2 separate regions of the Oryctolagus cuniculus genome follow, and region 1 is linked to region 2. The links are chromatin contacts, called in public Hi-C maps. All regions are on one chromosome and are shown on one strand. Each heading gives the region's core, a stretch centred on a gene start, on an enhancer-like site or on the middle of the called end of the contact. The rest is flanking DNA. Distances are from core to core; before and after follow the strand shown. Region 1 holds the start of EXT1 (exostosin glycosyltransferase 1). Region 2 overlaps EXT1 (exostosin glycosyltransferase 1).

Region 1 (2,788 bases), core at 123-2,622, 250 kb after region 2:
TCCTGAGAAACACACACAAAGCATCCACCTGGGGGAGGGTCTTGGTCAGGGGGTAGACACATGCCTTCGCTGGGATCTGGACATCGCCCCAGACCCCACGTCCCAGGGCCACAGGGGAAGCATGGTTTCCAAACTTGGGGCAAACCCCCACCCGGCACAGGAGACAGGACCCTGCCTCGCAGGCCTCCTAGACAAGAGGGGAAAACTGTCAGCTCCTGGGCACCGGAACCAGGCTGTGCAGCGTGCCCCAGGAGCTCAAACTCCCGGCGCTCATCTCCGAGCTACCCACACCTGAACCAGGCTGCTTGGTCCCGGGCTCCGAGCGGGAAGGCACAGAACCCATGAGGGGCTCTGGGTCCTCACTCCCACCCCCAACCTCACACCTGGCCCAGCCTGGGCAGGGCCACTTACTTCTCATACTCGGTGTTGTCTCTGTCACAGCGAGAATCCTTGTGCTTTTGCCAGTCTTTGCCATGCTTGCAGGTGGTGAGGAGCAGGACGTCCTCCCCGTTGTGGACGTGATATAAGGCATTCCTGGTGTCTGAACCTATCCCTGTCAGGTATCTCTTCCCCTTGAAGACCAGCATGTACTTCCGGAGAGGAGGGATGGTGTTAAACTTCAAAAACCCCCTCTCCCCTCCTGTCCTGGGGTGATCCTTGGAAAACAGGGGAATGGAGACATCAAAGTTGGGTCGGAAGTTTTCGGTGCTGATGCTGGCCTTGGCCAGCATCGCCTGGCCGATGTCAAACCCCACGTCCTCGGTGTAGTCGGGCCAAGTGCCGGAATATAAATTAAAAATTAAGTGATTCCTACCATTGTTCCACAAGTGGAGACTCTGCACTTTGGATCTCAGGTTGTGCACATACTGAGGTGACAACTGGTCTCTGTCTAAAGTATCCAGACTCAGGACAAAGAGGCACGCCTGGCTGGGATCCGAGGTGTAGAACCTGGAGCCCTCGATGGCCGCTAGGATGTTTTGGTAACTTTCGGCGATTTTCTCCCCCTTCTGCTGCGGGTAGACGTACACTTTGAAGCCGTTTTTCTTGCAAAGGGTGAAATCGAAGCAGGACTCCATGCGGCACTTCTTGCCTCTGTAGATGCTCGAGTTGGCGTCTCGCTTCTGCCGGGGGGAGAGGTGCACGCTGGAATCCTCGTTCTCCAACTGCTCCCAGGGAACGAAGGGGCGCAGCGCGTCCGGAAAGCGGGGCCAGAAATGATCCGGACCGGGCTGGTGCAAGCCATTCCGACCGCTGCGCTCCTCTCTCCGGCTGTGGCTCCTCGATGCCCTAAACTGCAAGCCTCCGAAATAAAACAAAAGGGCGAGACAAGAGCCAGCTGAGAGCAGGATGAAATAGCGTTTTTTGGCCTGCATGTGTCCTGCCTGGGTCACGAGGATTGTAAATAAACACAAGAATCACCCAAGTTTCCCAATCAACACTTTCAGCTCCAGTCCGCCATCTTCCCGCCTGTAAAGACTTCAAACTCTCCGCTCCCACCTTCTCTGGATGCCTTTCCCCAAGCCGTGGACTGATCCAGCGCATGTGGGCGATTTCCTTAACTTTCTCCCCTTCGGTCTTTCATCTTCGGGTCGCACAATGCACGGGAGACGGCGGGGCGGAATACCTCGCACCCAGGGCGGGCGAGCAGCGGACTGCAATTCTCGTGCATGCAACAAGACGGAGGAAAAAAGAAAAGCGAGGGGCGAAAAAAAAAAAAAAAAAAAGCAAACGCTCCCGGCGCCCGATCCGCGGCAAGCCGAAGTGGTCGCCTCGCCTCTCCCTCCGATCGCTCTCCGCGGCGTGGAAGGCGAGCCCCCGGGAAAGCAACTTCAACTCATCCACACTCCCGTGTGCACAGCGCTCCGCTCCCCACAAGGCGGCCGCTCCGGGGCTCCCGGGCCGGCTAGTGCATCCTGCAGCTGGGGCGCCGTAACCTCACAAATCCCTGCATCTCTCTGTCTTCCCTCCTGCAGCGACTCCGCCGGTGTTTACTCTGCGCTCGCGGGGCCGGCCCCGGCACTCGCGGCGGCCCGGCGGGCGGGCGGGCGGCGGCTGCGGGCGGCGCTGGGCGGCGGCGACGGCGGCGGCGCGTCCTCCCCGCGGGCAGAGCCGGCCCCGAGCGGCGCTTCGCAGGCCCCCGCGCGATCGCCGCCGACCGCCGCGTTCGGTCGCCGAGTGTTACCCGGTTCTGAATGTTACACTTACACATTCCATTCCCGACACGACAGCGCTGACCTCATCCATCCACGCAGACCGCGCTGCCATTGGCCGAGCGTCACGTCCGGGGGGGGCGGTGCTTCCGCTGCGCCCATTCATAACCCCCCGGCCGCGGCCGCGGCGCCGGCGACCGTGGGGCCGCGCGGGTGCCCCTCGCGGGGAGAGCCGGGCGTCCCGAGCGCGGGGCGGCCCCGGGCGAGCGCCCCGCGGCGCCTCGGCGCGCGCAGGCCCCGAGACCCGGCGGTGCCCAGCCGGGAAGTGGCGCCGCCCGGAGGTGCCCGCGGAGACGCGGCGAAGGCGGGACCGGCCGGGGCCCGCGCGGCTCGCCTCGCTCGGCTCGGCTGCCCCGGGCGCTCCCGGCGCCTCCTGGAACGCCTCCCAGAGCGGGGAGGCGGAGAAGGTGCAGGTTCCTTGGAAATGGGGCAGTGGGAGAGCGCCCGAGGGGCGGGGAAGGAGGGGAAGACTTCGGAGACAGCCAACCCACCTGCGAGCCGCCGAGGCCCAGTATCTGAGTATTTCTTACAAAGCGTGGAATCCGCATCCCTGTTCCTCTACGTAGCCCATCTCTCTT
Region 2 (2,932 bases), core at 9-2,508:
CGACACAGGGCATTTTGAGCTATTTTCCAAATGGCCTGGCCTCTCTCTTTGCTGAGTCCTCACAGAGACACAGCTCCTATAGACATCTATACCCCCACCACGGCAGCAGCCAAACAACAGTGCCATGTCCCAAGTGCTACCACTCAGCCCTCAGGCCCTGCTGAGCACCCTGTGCTAAGTGTGCCTACCAGGTAATTGACAAGTTACCCGGGATGCAGGCATGGGAGCTAAGACATAAAGCATTTATCTACAAAGGGACCAGTCTGTCACTTAAAAATAATTATGTTTCTTTAAGTAAACTGACAAATTATGTCCTCTCCAACTTACTTATTAAACTTATAGGCAATTTACACACCTATTTTTAGAGGGGTGTGTGTGTGTGTGTGTGTGTGTGTGAGAGAGAGAGAGAGAGAGAGAGAGAAAGGAAAACAAGAAGATTCTATCTGCTCCCTGAAATTTTACCTGAAGAACCCACGGTCCCTAAGCAAAGATTGAGAAGTGGGTGAGATGCTCCTGGCTCCCTGAGATACAAAGAGGAATTCTGCAAATACCGCACATTGGTCAATGTACAGCATATAGGGACAGCAAAGGTGAATGCAGATGTTACGCTATCAAGCTTATCCCCCGGACACTACTGCGAAATTGTGTTGCTTCACATTTGCGAAGTCCAAGGACAGAATCTGTGCAACAAATTTAAGTACTAGCCATGCCAGAACACGTGCTGTGTATGCAAAGCCTGCTTCAAGGTTGGCTTTGTTGCCAGCAAGATAATAAAGTATGATCCAAACCCTAGCACGGTCTCAGCTGTCTTTAAAGAGACATTATACAGCCAGCATTATCTGTGCAGGACAGATATTTGGTCTAGCAGTTACGATACGCACATCCCACACTGGAGTGCCTGGGTTCAACTCTGTGCTGTGGCTCCACCTTCCAGCTTCCTACTAACGCAAACCTTGGGAAGAGGTGGTGATGACTCAAGCAGTTGGTTCTCTGCCATGAGAGAGCTAGATTGTGTTTTTGGCTCCTGACTCCCCTCCCACTAAATGCTGCAGGCTTTCAGGGAGTGAACCAGTAGATGGGAGCATGTGCACTCACCCTCTGCCCCCTCTACACACAATGAAAACTTTTGAAGGATGTAGTTACCCAATTCAACCGGTAGATGGGGCACTTCCACATGGCAAGTGTCCCCACTGAAGCAACCCGGTAAGAAAGAGACTAGGCCTGCCTTCCTCCTCCACAGCCCCTACCAGTTAAAAGGATAACAGATGGCGAGGGTGCACTCATCTCTGAAAGAGGCATTTGAGCATTTCCCTGACTTCTCTTTCACTCCTACTGTGATGTAAATAAAAGGGGTGGAGATAGTGTGGTTAGGAGCCATGAAGTTGACCAGCTCAGGAGAGAGAAACACATTCCCACGCCACTTGGAATTCATCAGTCATGACTGATTGTTAACTTTGGGCCAGCAGGTGCTGAGTGCCCACTGCATGCTGGAATGAGACACGAGATCTGCACTGGGAACTCGCACAGAAACAAGGCGTGATCCCCGGCCCACAGCATCTGTTATGGACACAGACGCTGAAGCAGTTACAAAACACGGTGAGGGGGCATCACTGTGGTTATGGGTGGGAGGTGGTCAGGCAAGCTGTCTCTGAAGAAGCATCCGTGAAACTGAGCCTCCTCCAAGAGAGGGTGCTAGAGAACCAATCAGCAGGGGACCCTCCTTACCACTGCCCACACTCAAGGAGTAAGAGATGAGCCAGTCAGTGTGGGGTGGTAGAGGGGTTGCAGAGGAAGGGCAGGGAAGGGAGCAACAGGCCAAAGGCATTTGTCTGACACGGCACCGGGTGTCCACGGCTTTGATGCCTACAGGAACAAAATAAATCCACAATGGCTTAGCGCTTAATGTTGTGGGCTCTATTTACAATTCCCCAGACCAGACGTGTGAATACAAACTTCATCAACTCCACCCTAAAAGGGAAGGGTATTACTATCCTCCTCTTTATACAGGTGAGACAACCAGGCACACAGAGCGGTTCAGTAACTTGTCTCTGTCACACAGCCCCGGTATTGCAGAGCCCAGACTGGAACCCCAGCACACCCCAACTCCTAAGTTCGTGCTCTCAACTGCTTCATTCTCAGAAGCACCCCTAAATCTCCATTTTCCACTGCGTCTTCCACTGCTATGCTGAAGTTTTCTGGTTACATTTTTGTATAGTTTGGGGTTTTGGTGGCAGACACTTGATGTGCTTCCAATAAGAATCCACAATTTTTCGCTGAGTGTGAGACCAGACAGACCTAGCCTAGGTGTGGGTAAATCAATCACAGACACCAGCTTCCTCATGAGCCTGGGTTCTGGACGGGGGCTCCGCAGAAGCCAGTAAATCAGGACCCAGGTGCCTCTGAGACGCTTCAAACAGATGTGTCCCTGTGCCTACTCCAGATGGCTCCACATCTTGGCTCCTTGCTCCTGCAGGCCCTTCAGGCCTTTCAGAGAGGCATGCCGAGGAGGAAGGCCCACGGAGCGAAGCCGCGTGGAGGGCTCTGCGATATTTCATGTACGCGTAGAAGGTGCCCTAAGCGCAGTCGGCATAAATCACTGCCAGCCTTGCCTACCTGGATCCAATTTTCCCGAAGATGAAGTTGTTTTACATGTTGCACAAAGGTTTCTGCTGCCAGTTAACCCGTCACCTGCGCAATTTATTCCAACCTCTTCCACAGGCAACAGGTTGCTCAGAATTTACCACACTGACAGCTCTGTACTGATTCACCCTCTTGCTGAAAAATGGGTTTCAGCAAAAAACAATTAGTAAAGTGTTGGAAAACCACACAAATCAGAAAGAAAAAAAATGCAATTTCTTATGTTTCTAGCCCTAGGGACAGGTTCACAAACCTTTCTTTGCTCTTGAATTGAGAATGCCCTTGACCTTATCCA

Evidence for each region. A called contact is a pair of places that touch in the nucleus more often than the background predicts.
Region 1: a Hi-C map of an unstated tissue shows a contact between it and region 2, with 4 times the contacts expected there. The contact joins the promoter of EXT1 here to the enhancer-like site in region 2. A contact is called at or near these places in 3 of 6 Hi-C or Micro-C datasets (ear pinna, psoas muscle and an unstated tissue).

The regions. Positions count from the first base shown.
Region 1 is chr6:143,848,093-143,850,880 of mOryCun1.1, forward strand. EXT1 (exostosin glycosyltransferase 1) reads right to left here and starts at 1,373. Exons shown (of 11, transcript XM_002710745.5): 1 at 412-1,373. The coding sequence starts at 1,373.
Region 2 is chr6:143,599,208-143,602,139 of mOryCun1.1, forward strand. The region is part of intron 1 of EXT1 (exostosin glycosyltransferase 1); the gene reads right to left. Among named protein-coding and RNA genes, the nearest start is that of EXT1, 250 kb to the right of the region's middle. Within about 2 kb of position 1,259, at least 1 of the 8 cell types and tissues checked has an H3K27ac peak or open chromatin away from gene starts, as enhancers often do.